Linked DNA regions of Mus musculus: all the other regions are linked to region 2. The links are chromatin contacts, called in public promoter capture Hi-C maps. All regions are on one chromosome and are shown on one strand. The core of a region is the stretch at or near the end of the contact, and the rest is flanking DNA. Distances in the headings are between cores, read along the strand shown.

Region 1 (3,752 bases), core at 713-3,212, 360 kb after region 2:
AGGTTGCAGACGAGGCTGCAGATACAAATCCTAAACCTTAATGGGACCAGAGTGGAACCAGTGACCCTTGGAGACTTTACCTCTTGGCTTACCTCTACTTTTTCTTACTTTAAGGAATGGGTGAGAGTGATTTTGTTTGGTGCTGCCATATGCTGTGGACTGGTGTTCATGCTCTGATTGGTATGCAAATTCAGAACTCAACAAAAACGTGACAAGGTGATTATAACTCAGGCACTTTTAGCTATTAAAAACGGCTCCTCCCCTAAAATTTGGTTATCTATGCTCAAGAATTAGTCAACATGAGATTAGATGAGAGAGACTCAACGATCATTGATCAGCCCTTGCTCATCAATAGGGTGATCATGATTACCCCACTAATTCATTTTTTGGCTGGCCTCTTTTGCAGAGTTCGCCCTAGGTCATTTAGCAGTTATTGTCACACAGCACTGCGATATCCAGAGACGGGCAACTTTCCTCATACACAGTCCAACCTAAGACATGGGGCCCGGTGGTGATAGGGTTACCCTATGACGGGTAAGGCTGTGACATTAGAAAAACGACCTAAAACAGGAGCCACGGCAGATGAGCATAATTACACAGGCCTAGTCCAGCCTCATTTTATTAAAACAAACAGGGGGAGATGTGGGAAGCCACATGTGCCGTTGCAGAGTGGCACTGACTACTGCTGGCCACCACGCATAAGATTGGACAAACAACCAATGTGTACATATGCAGTAAAGTTTTTTGCAAAAACACTGCCTGGCCCAGACATGATAATGAGGTTCTGTAAGGTACTGAGAGTATAACCAATCAGATGTGAGACATACAAATGAGGTATGATAATGAGGTTCTGTAAGGTACTGAGAGAGAGTAGCCAATCAGATGAGGAACATGCAAATGAGGCTTAGTGCATAACCAATCCGGGTGTGAGACACGCCCCTCCTAGGCCTATAAAAGCAGCACCAGTTCTGGGCTCAAAGTCTTTTCGCCTCTACAATCAAGCTCTCCCAATAAACGTGTGCAGAAAAATCCTGTTGCAGCGTCGTTCTTCCTGGCCAGTCAAGCGCGCACAAGAGCTGCCCACCTGCGACCATGCTCCTTGGAAGTAAGGCCTAAGAGACAGGATTTCTGCTCAACAGCAACTGGGCACTTCTGGTTTCCGAGGAGGCTGATTTTAGCTTCATGGTGCCTGTTCTTTAGGACACACCACGGATTCCTGCCCTTTTAAGCAAAACTGAAAGGAAAAGTAATGGCTTGGGACCCCCAAGACTATGTTCTCAGCACGGAGGAGACAGGGAAGCAGGAAATAAGACAGGAGACAGAGGAGGAGGGAGAAGGGAAGAGAACAAAGTAGAGGGGGCAGGGATATTTGTCCTGGACTGGGACACAGGACTGCCTCTGGATAGAGAGGAGACAGATGTGGCACATAGGCAAATGGCAGTTTATAAAGGCACAAGAGGAAACCCCTACGATGGGATGTTTAATTTTGATTGGGCATATGAATTAGGTGAGCCAAAGAGGGCTTTTGATTGCTGGACTTCAGTACTTTGATAGCAGGCCTTGGTAGTCAGCCTCAGGGGGAGGAAGTGGCCAAATAAGGGAATAGACCATGGTGGCCAGCTTCAGGAATGTAATCTAATGATTTTTAGCAAGGCGGAGAGAGTGGGGGAGAAAGACAAGGCCTGCCTGAGTCATGCTTACCACACTCAAGCTGGCCAGAGTCTCCTGAGAAACCACCATTCACTGTGGGGAGCAAGCCCATCATGTAGTCAAGCAACCCTGAGGAGGCAGCACTGGTCATATGTGCATTAAATGTTCTAGTACAGAGACAGTGAACTCAAACGCAGTGAGGGAATCTATACCCACAGCGCCAGATTCTCCTAACACCCACAGTCCCACAGATGACATCAGGATGGAGTAGGTAGCACAAGCGTGTCTGTCCTGCAGGAGCCAGCTTTACACTACAGCTCACTGGTTGTATCCTAGGAACACGAGGCAAGTGGGGCGTTTCCAAGGAACTAGACAGGCAGGCAAGAAACTGCTCAAAAAACAAGGGCTTCCCACAGCAGGCAGGGAAGAGCAACTTCTGCCTTGGCTGGCAAGGGTGCTGTCCAAGGTCTGGGTCAGATTGTGGCAACCGTGCCTCTGTGGCTTAGTGTGAAGTGTCAGAGTTCTAGGGCTCTCTGCCCTGGAACCTGCAAGAGGCCAGTCGGGTATAATATCCCTGGCTTGCAATCTCTGCATAATGTCTGAAAATGCTGTTCCAAACTAGAGACAGAGAAACTAAAGTGGATGCCTTTCCTTTATGGCCTTGACCTGGTGCAGGAAATTCTTTTGTAACTTCCCGGCATTGCCCAGAGGACTGGAGGCTGTTTTCTTTATCTTAAAAGCTGAATTTTACTGTATTGCCTTGAGGTTGGATTTCCTGTTAGTTTGCTTTCAGTTGCTGTGATGAAGGCTGGGATTAGGAGCCGGTCCAGGAGGGTTTATTTCATTCACATTACTTTGTTTGTTTGTTTGTTTAAATAAGAAAGCTTTTTTATCTTATTTGTTGTTTGTATATGCTTGTGCCTATTTGTTTAAAGGCAGGTGAGGGAAGGGCAGAGGTCAGGTTTTGCCTTCCACTGTGGAGTTCCCAGGACTGAACTCAGATCGTCAACATTTGGTGACAAGCTCCTCCACCCTACTGAGTCGTTTCACCCAGAACCTTATTTCTGTTGTTCACTTTTCATGAAGCCTCCCCAAGTTCTAAGAAGTATAAACAAAATTCAAAATCCATTTTTTTTCTCATTAAGAGTATAGTTCTCGGGTCAACTCTGTTGGCAGGTATTGCTAGGAATATAGACTATTTCCTTCTTCAAACTCCAAAGGGCTGGAGAGTACAGATGCTAACCGTGGTGAGTGGCTTCTTATGTCCAGGGTATGCCTCCTCCCCAACCCCCACCCTCGACCTCTTGTCTGGGTTTCCAGGGCTCTGGATCTGCCCAGGACATTCCTCCTGTAGCCGCTCTCCCATTGGCCAGCCCAAGGTCCAGCTGGAATCATGAACCTTCTAGCCAATGGAATTTCTTTGATCATTTGAGGTGTCTAAATCAAGTTCTACACATGTACACCATTTGGTCTGGTCCGAGAGCAAATCTAATGGACAGTTTCGTAAGTTCCAGACACAGTGCTACTAATTAGAAGCTTAAGAAATTTTGAAAAGGGAGATCTTGCATTGGCTGGGAATTGAGCCCAAGTCCCCCATGTGGGAGGCGAGAATTCTACCACTGAACCACCAATGCTCCCCATGCATCTAGTTTTGAAGGGCAGCAGGATCTAATTTAACAATTAATGTGCTTTCCTATGATCTAAAAGTAGCTAACACATGCAAAACAAATGCTTTTCTACAAGAACTGTACTAGAGAAAACCATAAGCGTCTGATTCTCCTGACCTTGTTCCACTCGGAAAACTGCTCTTCCAGGCTCTTACTCACCAGCCTCTTATTTCTCATCCCCAGTCTTTAATTTTTAACTTCGAATGGTTGCTTCGGTGTTTGTCTCCGGTTTATGAGATAATCAGTCTGTGGGTGACCGAGGTAAAAGTCTAATTATGGAAGAAATAAGAGGAATTAACATTAAAGACAATATAGGGGCAGAATCAAGACAGACACCATCGAATTTTGGCTTGAAGACTCAGTTTCTGGATGTTTCCATATATTAAAAACTCTAATTTCTGTCTAGTTGTTAGATTTATTGGACTCCTCTACAGA
Region 2 (3,776 bases), core at 256-2,755:
CTCCTCAGAAGACGCCATTCCCTCCACAGAGGGCCACTCCGGAAGAACTCTTTAGAGAAGGACAACTGTATCCTCCCTGAACCACCATCTTCCAAAATCTTTGTTTTGCTCTAGAGGGGAGAGAACGGAGAAGAGAGTAACCCTTGTCAGGAACTCTCTCATTGTGATCCACTCTGTCTTCTCCTTCACCATCTCATTCCCCTAACTCAATCAAAGAAAATGAACACAAATGCTAAACAAGACAAAGGAATAATTGGGGGTGGGGTGGGATGGGGGGAGAACCAGACAGAACTTGATTGGTCCCAAGAACCAGTCTGAAGACTAGACAGTACAGAGAACTGGCCAGGGTAAATTCTGCAGGCAACTCACCCAGGCTCTTGGGGATCAGCCAGGAGACTTGTCTGTCCTCTGACAGCGTTTGTCTGGCTAGCTAGGTTGCAAGGTTAAGCCACTGTAAGCAGGCAGGAGGTCCAGGCAAAAGGTAGAGGAAGTAATATTGAGGAAAAGGTCACTGGAAATTAAGAAAACAGAGGCCCCATGTTGGACAGACGCTTGGAAAGAGATTTGGATTGGTGCTTGAGAGAGTGGAAGAGGCAGTGTCATGGAGTGGAAGAGGCAAGTTTGGTAAAGGAGGCTGTGAAGAAGGGTTGGAAGAAGGCACTGGGGTGAGAATACTTTGGGGGCAGAAAATACTGTTAGGGGCAGAAAGCAAAGAGTAAAAATGGAGCTATGTGAGAGAGAACGTTGTGAGAAGGCAAGGATGGAAGTGAAGCTATAGGGCAGGAATTAGGGATAGAAGTAGGAACGGATTTAAAGGCTGGGGTGGGGGCGGGCAGATGTCTGGAGGTGGGTTGGTACTGGGAGCCGCAGCTGAAGTAGAGACCAGGGTCATTGGAAGAGAACAGAACTTTAGAAAGCATACCAGAAGCTGGAAGCCAAATATGTTGGGAAAAGGAGCCAAGGGGAAGCACCTTGGGAAGGAAAAGATTAAGGGACAGGGTTTTAATAACACCCATAAGTTCAGTTACCAGGGCTGGCGACCGCATTATCAGAACTGCTAACATCGCAGGAAAGACTGATGCAGGCAGGGTTAATGCGATCATCCATGGAGATGGGACTCAGGACTTCTGTCAACACAGGGCTTGAATCCCAGCCACAGCCCTTCTCCCACACATTTGGCACCTACCGCCACTTGTGAACTGGAGCAGGAGAAGATGCGCTTCATGGCCGGGGCTAGGGCCACGGGGGGACGGGGACGCGCAGAGAGCCGGGCCACAAGTTCCTAACCCAACTCGGCTACGGCTGTGCCGAAAGACAGCTGTCAAAAAGCAGACTGGGTCCCGCCCCAAGCCCCGCCCCAGATCCCACCCCGCTCAATCGTAGACGTTCAACTGAAGGCTGGGCTTAAAACCCCGCCTCTGGCCCTGCCTAACCCCGTCCCTGCAGAGGCAAAAAGCCCGCAGTCTTTTGCGGCCACCCTGGCTGGCTCTCAAGTTCCGCCCTTCAGCCGAAGCCCGCCCCCTGTAGTTACCTACCGAATCCAAGAGGGATGCTCGCAGCCTCCGCACCAGCGACTTCCAGGCCCTAAGTCCCCCGTCTTTCTGCTTGGAGCTCCACCCCCAGTTCCGCCCCCGCCCCCTCTCAAGGACCTCCACAAGCTTCGATGTCACCAACCTCTTTTACCAGTTAATGACTCTTAGTCATAGCCATGACCTGTGTGTGCTTCATCCCCTCCCTCCCAACGCCCCAAGATCTTCTATAGAGTTTGGAAACGTGATGCACTAAGCAGACTTGATCACCAATGGGTGATTTGTGACCCACTGCAACCAGAGGTTGGACAAAACTCAAAGGATCAAGCCGATCACTAACGCAGATCTTAGAAAGCAGCAAGGGGAGAGTTTTTACTGTCTGCTTCCCCACTCCAAGAAACAAACAAACAAACAAAAAGTCCGACCTTCCTTATCCTTTAGACTCACTTCTTAGTAATTCTTGTTTGACAAGTATTAGTTGCAGCCAACTGGTCTGGCCTTCCCATCTCTCCTTTCTCCTCCCTGTAAACCAAGCAAGCCCACCCAAATACTCATGGAACCCTATGGAATAAAGCCCAAAATTCTTTTTAGAAGTGTTTTACATTAATTCATTTACTGAGGCATGAGTATGCGCTAAGGGTGGGCACCCTTGTGGAGGTCAGAAGACAACCGGCGTTGGCTTTCTCCATTCACCTTGTGAATCCGGTGCTTGAACTAAAGTAGTGAGGCTTAGCAGCAGACCCCACCCCCACCCCCGCCCCCCCAAGATGCTATAGGCCCAAAGTTCTTTTCTTTTTTCTTTCTTTCTTTTTTTTTTTTTTTTGTTTGGTCGAGACAGGGTTTCTCTGTGTAGCCGTGGCTGTCCTGGAACTCACTTTGTAGACCAGGCTGGCCTCGAACTCAGAAACCTGCCTGCCTCTGCCTCCCAAGTGCTATTATTACAGGCATGTGCCACCACCGCCCGGCTTAGGCCCAAAGTTCTTAACATGGTTTTCAAGGTTCTTCTGAAACAGAAGCCTGAAGAAGGTGTGGTGACGCATCCGCCTTTAATCTCAGCACTCCGGAATCAGAGGCAGGTAGATTTCTGTAAATTGAGGCCAGTCTTGTGTGGTGGGTCTACATAGCAAGTTCCAGGACAGCCAGAGGTACATAACAGAGAGATCCTGTCTCAAAAACCAAAACCAGAAGCCTGCCTTCACTCTCAGTATTTTCTGGCAAACTTCCAAGTTTAAACTGTTGTAGCAGACCATTCATTCATAATGCCCTTTGCAACTTTTTTTTTTTTAAGATTTATTTATATGTAAGTACACTGTAGCTGTCTTCAGACACTCCAGAAGAGGGAGTCAGATCTCATTACCATGTGGTTGCTGGGATTTGAACTCCGGACCTTTGGAAGAGCAGTCGGGTGCTCTTACCCACTGAGCCATCTCACCAGCCCCCCCCCCTTGTACTTTCTTAATCCATGTAAAGTGTTTTTCATTGTTGTAAAATTTCCCTTAAAACTCTGACAACCTGCCTATCAGTGTGCATTTTGGTGTGTGCCTTACTGGTCATTCTTACCATCACCTAGATGGCCCCCACCTTCCTGTTGTCCGTTTACATCTTTGTTTTTCCAATCAGGTGGGGACTCTCTGATGGCAGTGGTTGTGTTTTTGGTTTTTTTTTTTTTTTAATTAGTCCCCTAGCTTGGCTCATAGTAGGTCTTTAATGTCTGGTAAGTAAATGTGTGAATGTATAAATGCATGAGTGAGCAAAAAGCAACAAGAAAGGAAGTGTCTAGTGTGGAGAAGAAACCATTGTTTCTATAGTTGCTTCTACACTGGTTTTGCTTCAAAAGACTAATGAACTTCTATTCTGAAGAATAGACCGAGAAAGTCGGGAAGAGCCCTGCTCCTGAGCTTAGGACATTGAGGAGGCAGATATGTCCTTGTTGGAGGACTTAGATAATACACTTGATCTTAGCCAACGGTTAAGAAATGACAGAAATAGGGGGAAAAGTTTTCTTTCAAAAAATTTATTACATTTCTTTATGTCTGCGTGTATGTGTTTGTGGGGGTTGTTGCCATGGCACAGTTGTGAAGACCAGAGGACAACACACAGGGAAGAGGTTCACTCCTTCCGTCATACATACCCTGGGGGGTCACCTGTGTTCTATGGATCAGACTCAGTCTGTCAGGATTGTGGCAAGCACCTTTACCTGCTATTTGCCAGCTCCAAAGTGTTCTTTTAATCATATGGATAAAGAGG
Region 3 (3,400 bases), core at 798-3,297, 460 kb after region 2:
AGCCAGTCAGCAACAGTTGTCCATGGCCTTTGCACCAGCTCCTGTCTTCAGGTTCCTGCCCTGCTTGAGTTCCTGTCCTGACTTCCTTTGATACTGAACTGTGATGTGGAAGTGTAAGCAGAAAAACAAAACAAAACAAAACAAAAACAAAAACAAACAAACAAACAAAAAAACCCTTTCCTCCCCAAATTGTTTGGTCATGGTGTTTTTATCACAGCAATGGTAACCCTAATTAAGACACCAGGAAAAATTCTGTCACACAGCAACTATGCAAGCACTTTAACACTGAGCTATATTGCTAACTCTTTTTATTTTTGAGACAGGGACTCACTTAGTTCCCAGGCTGGGCTTGCACTCACTATGTGACCCAGGCAAACCTTGAATTTGAGATCCTCCTGCCTCAACCTCTTGAGTATCTGGGATTCTAGGCCTATGTCACTAGATCAAGTTCTTATATTTAAATGTAATCTGTTTACTTCAAGTCTAAATTACTTATAATGTTTAATACTATGTAAGTGTCATGGAAATAGTTGTTATATTGTGTTGCTTGGAAAAGAAAATAGTCTGTGCCTGGTCAGGATGGATGCAATGTTTAGTTCAGCTAAGTTTTTTTTTTTTTTTAAGACAAGGTCTCTCACCTTTAATTTCTGCACTCAGGAGAAAGAGGCAGGCAGATTTCTGTTCGAAGCTAGCCTTGTATACATAGCAAGTTCCAGGACAGCCAGGGTTACACAGAGAAAAATCAATCACTGCAACAACATAAACCCACTGGGGGTCCGGGTGGGGGAGCAAGGTCTCCTACTATATAGTCCTGGACGGCCTGGGATTTGTAACATAGAACAGGCTGGTTTGTCTTAAACTGAGATCTACCTGCCTCTACCTACCCAATACTGGCATTATAGGTGCACAACCATGTCACATTTTACACACACACACACACACACACACCTTTTTTAAAAAGATGTATTTATTATTATACATAAGTTCACTGTAGCTGACTTCAGACACACCAGAAGAGAGTGTCAGATCTCATTATGGGTGGTTGTGAGCCACCATGTGGTTGCTGGGATTTGAACTCAGGACCTTCGGAAGAGCAGTCAGTGCCCTTACCTGCTGAGCCATCTCACTAGCCCCATATATACTTTTAAAAAAACAAACTACAAACACACACACACACACACACACACACACACAAGAACTTTCCTTAATAAACTTCAACTTTTATTTCATACTGATTGGTCCTAGAATTCTATTCTACAGCACAAAACAAGAATCCTAGCTTAAAATGAGTAAGGAAGTCACAGACTACAGATGGCAACATAAGGCCTGGGTCCCAGCTCCCACTGACAGTCCCAGCTGCAGAGAAGGCTGAGACAGGAGGGTTGTCCTGAGCTCAGGAGTTTGATACCCGCCTGAGCAGCACCCCAAACCTCCATCTCCAAAGAGAAAAAGGCAAAGCTCTGGAAGACTAAACTGAGGGGCTAGCCCAGAACTCAAGGGGACTAAACTAAGGGGCTAGCCCAGAACTCAAGGGACTAAACTAAGGGGCTAGCCCAGAGCTCTAAAGGACTAAACTGAGGGGCTAGCCCAGAACTCAAGGGGACTAAACTAAGGGGCTAGCCCAGAGCTCTGGGAGACTAAAATGGGGGGCTAGCCCAGAACTCAAGGGGACTAAACTAAGGGGCTAGCCCAGAGCTCTGGGAGGCTAAAATGAGGGGCTAGCCCAGAACTCAAAGGGACTAAACTAAGGGGCTAGCCCAGAGCTCTGAAGGACTAAACTGAGGGGCTAGCCCAGATTAGTGAAGATGAAAAGACAGCAGCTGGCAAGTTTGGGTCAGGGTCATGGAACACTTTCTGATTATTCAGATTGTTATGTAAGACAATGTCTGGCCGTTTTTAATGTATTGGGAGAACACTAGGAACCTCCAGAGAAATAAAGCCACGAGAAGAGAAAGATGGACGAATGGCAGGGTAAGGGATATACAGGGATCGTCTGTACTGTTTGTATAACCTCGGGTGTACAAACAGAAATTGTTGTTACACTTCCGTCTCGTGATCTACCGCCCCAGCCTTGCCTGCTTGCCTTTTGCCATGCCTTATACCAGAGTGTCTGCCTGCCTCTGCCACCTCCTTAGCTCAGGTTGAGACGGGACAGATAAACAGGAACAATTCAGGGAACCTAAGAAAGAAAAGGAATCCCTCACTGAGAGTGAGGCACTCCAGCCCAGTAGTCAAAACTGTGGGAGGGAAGTTGCCTCCACACAGTTCTCATCTGTACAGATGTTTCAAACAAGAATATTGAAATAGTTATGAAGCATGCTATGTCTATATGTATGGCTTTTGAATGTGACCTTATTCCTTACCCAGATACAAATCTGAAAATCCAAAAGGTTCTGGACAAGACTCTTTAAAATAAGATTTTAAAACGTTGTTTGCAGTAAAGACACCTTAACTTCTCTGCATCCTACTGTGAAGATGTGATCAGCCGTGATCCTATTCATTACTTCCTAGGCCCCACTCTGTGATCTCCTACGAGTTCCTTAGCAACCGTGGAATCTAACCTCAGAAGACACCAAAGTCCCGCATGCATAAGGACACGGGCGTGAAACACTCTAGAGCTCCTGTCCACACCTGCGTGATGATTCCCACTCGGAAATCTCTGCCAATGCCCTTCCTCTGGACTCCAACTCCCCTTCATACTAGCACATCCTGAAATTCCTTTTTGTGGTGACGCGAAGCTCAGCTGAATCTGAAGGGGGCGCTCTGCAAGGAAGGCAGCCACTGCAAGAGGCCGCAGTGACCTGAGCCCGCTCTCCTGAGGTCATCCTTGCTCACGACTTTGCTCTCCAGCTGCTTCCTGGCTTCCTTGCTCATCTTTTATAATCCATTTTCCACGCTGCAGACAGTGAGCTTTGCAAAATGGAAATTCGAAGCCAAGTAAGTCCGTGTCTAAAAATTCAGCGTTGGATGGGATGCTGTCTTCATCCAAAATATCACTGGCTGATAAAGAACATGTTTGTTTGTTTTTTCCCAGTTCTAGACCAATACCAAATTGCTGACAAGCTTAGTGTCTGGTGAAGGTCAGTTTCTCATAGATGACACTGTCCAGATGTCTTTACTTTGCAAAAGGGCTGAAGGCGTGACTTTGCTTCCTCAAGCCCTTTTCTAAGGCACTAATTGATTCTGAGAGCAGCACCTTCACAGCCTCACCACTCCTAAAGCCCCACCTCTTAATGCCACTGCAGTAAGGACTGAGGGACAACATGGCTTTGGAAGACACAGTTGAAGCATGATAAATGCTAACTAAAGAGAGGACTGGGTAAACTGGATTACCAGCTGCACAGTAGACAGGCAGGGTATATGAACCTTTGCTATGTTCAGTGTATAGTGGTATTGTAGG

What was found. Promoter capture Hi-C pulls out the DNA fragments that hold promoters and counts their contacts.
Region 1: a contact with region 2 is called in a promoter capture Hi-C map of hippocampal neurons, with 2.4 times the contacts expected there. The contact joins the enhancer-like site here to the promoter of Ankrd35 in region 2. A contact is called at or near these places in 10 of 39 promoter capture datasets (the 3T3-L1 cell line, the C10 cell line, cranial neural crest and 5 more), 1 of 484 Hi-C or Micro-C datasets (liver) and 2 of 115 datasets of contacts at active chromatin or transcription factors (microglia and pancreatic cancer cells).
Region 3: a contact with region 2 is called in a promoter capture Hi-C map of liver, with 4 times the contacts expected there. The contact joins the enhancer-like site here to the promoter of Ankrd35 in region 2. A contact is called at or near these places in 2 of 39 promoter capture datasets (both in liver) and 1 of 9 other capture datasets (adipose tissue).

What each region holds. Positions count from the first base shown.
Region 1 is chr3:96,310,786-96,314,537 of GRCm38.p6, reverse strand. No RefSeq gene overlaps it. Among named protein-coding and RNA genes, the nearest start is that of n-TNgtt4, 9.4 kb to the left of the region's middle. Within about 2 kb of position 1,962, at least 15 of the 459 cell types and tissues checked have an H3K27ac peak or open chromatin away from gene starts, as enhancers often do. A contact at or near this core is called in hippocampal neurons, where this site is marked.
Region 2 is chr3:96,667,860-96,671,635 of GRCm38.p6, reverse strand. It overlaps Ankrd35 (ankyrin repeat domain 35), which reads right to left and starts at 1,505. Exons shown (of 14, transcript NM_001356538.1): 1 at 1,187-1,505. The coding sequence starts at 1,225.
Region 3 is chr3:96,208,823-96,212,222 of GRCm38.p6, reverse strand. No RefSeq gene overlaps it. Among named protein-coding and RNA genes, the nearest start is that of H2ac21, 9.4 kb to the left of the region's middle. Within about 2 kb of position 2,047, at least 7 of the 459 cell types and tissues checked have an H3K27ac peak or open chromatin away from gene starts, as enhancers often do. A contact at or near this core is called in liver, where this site is marked.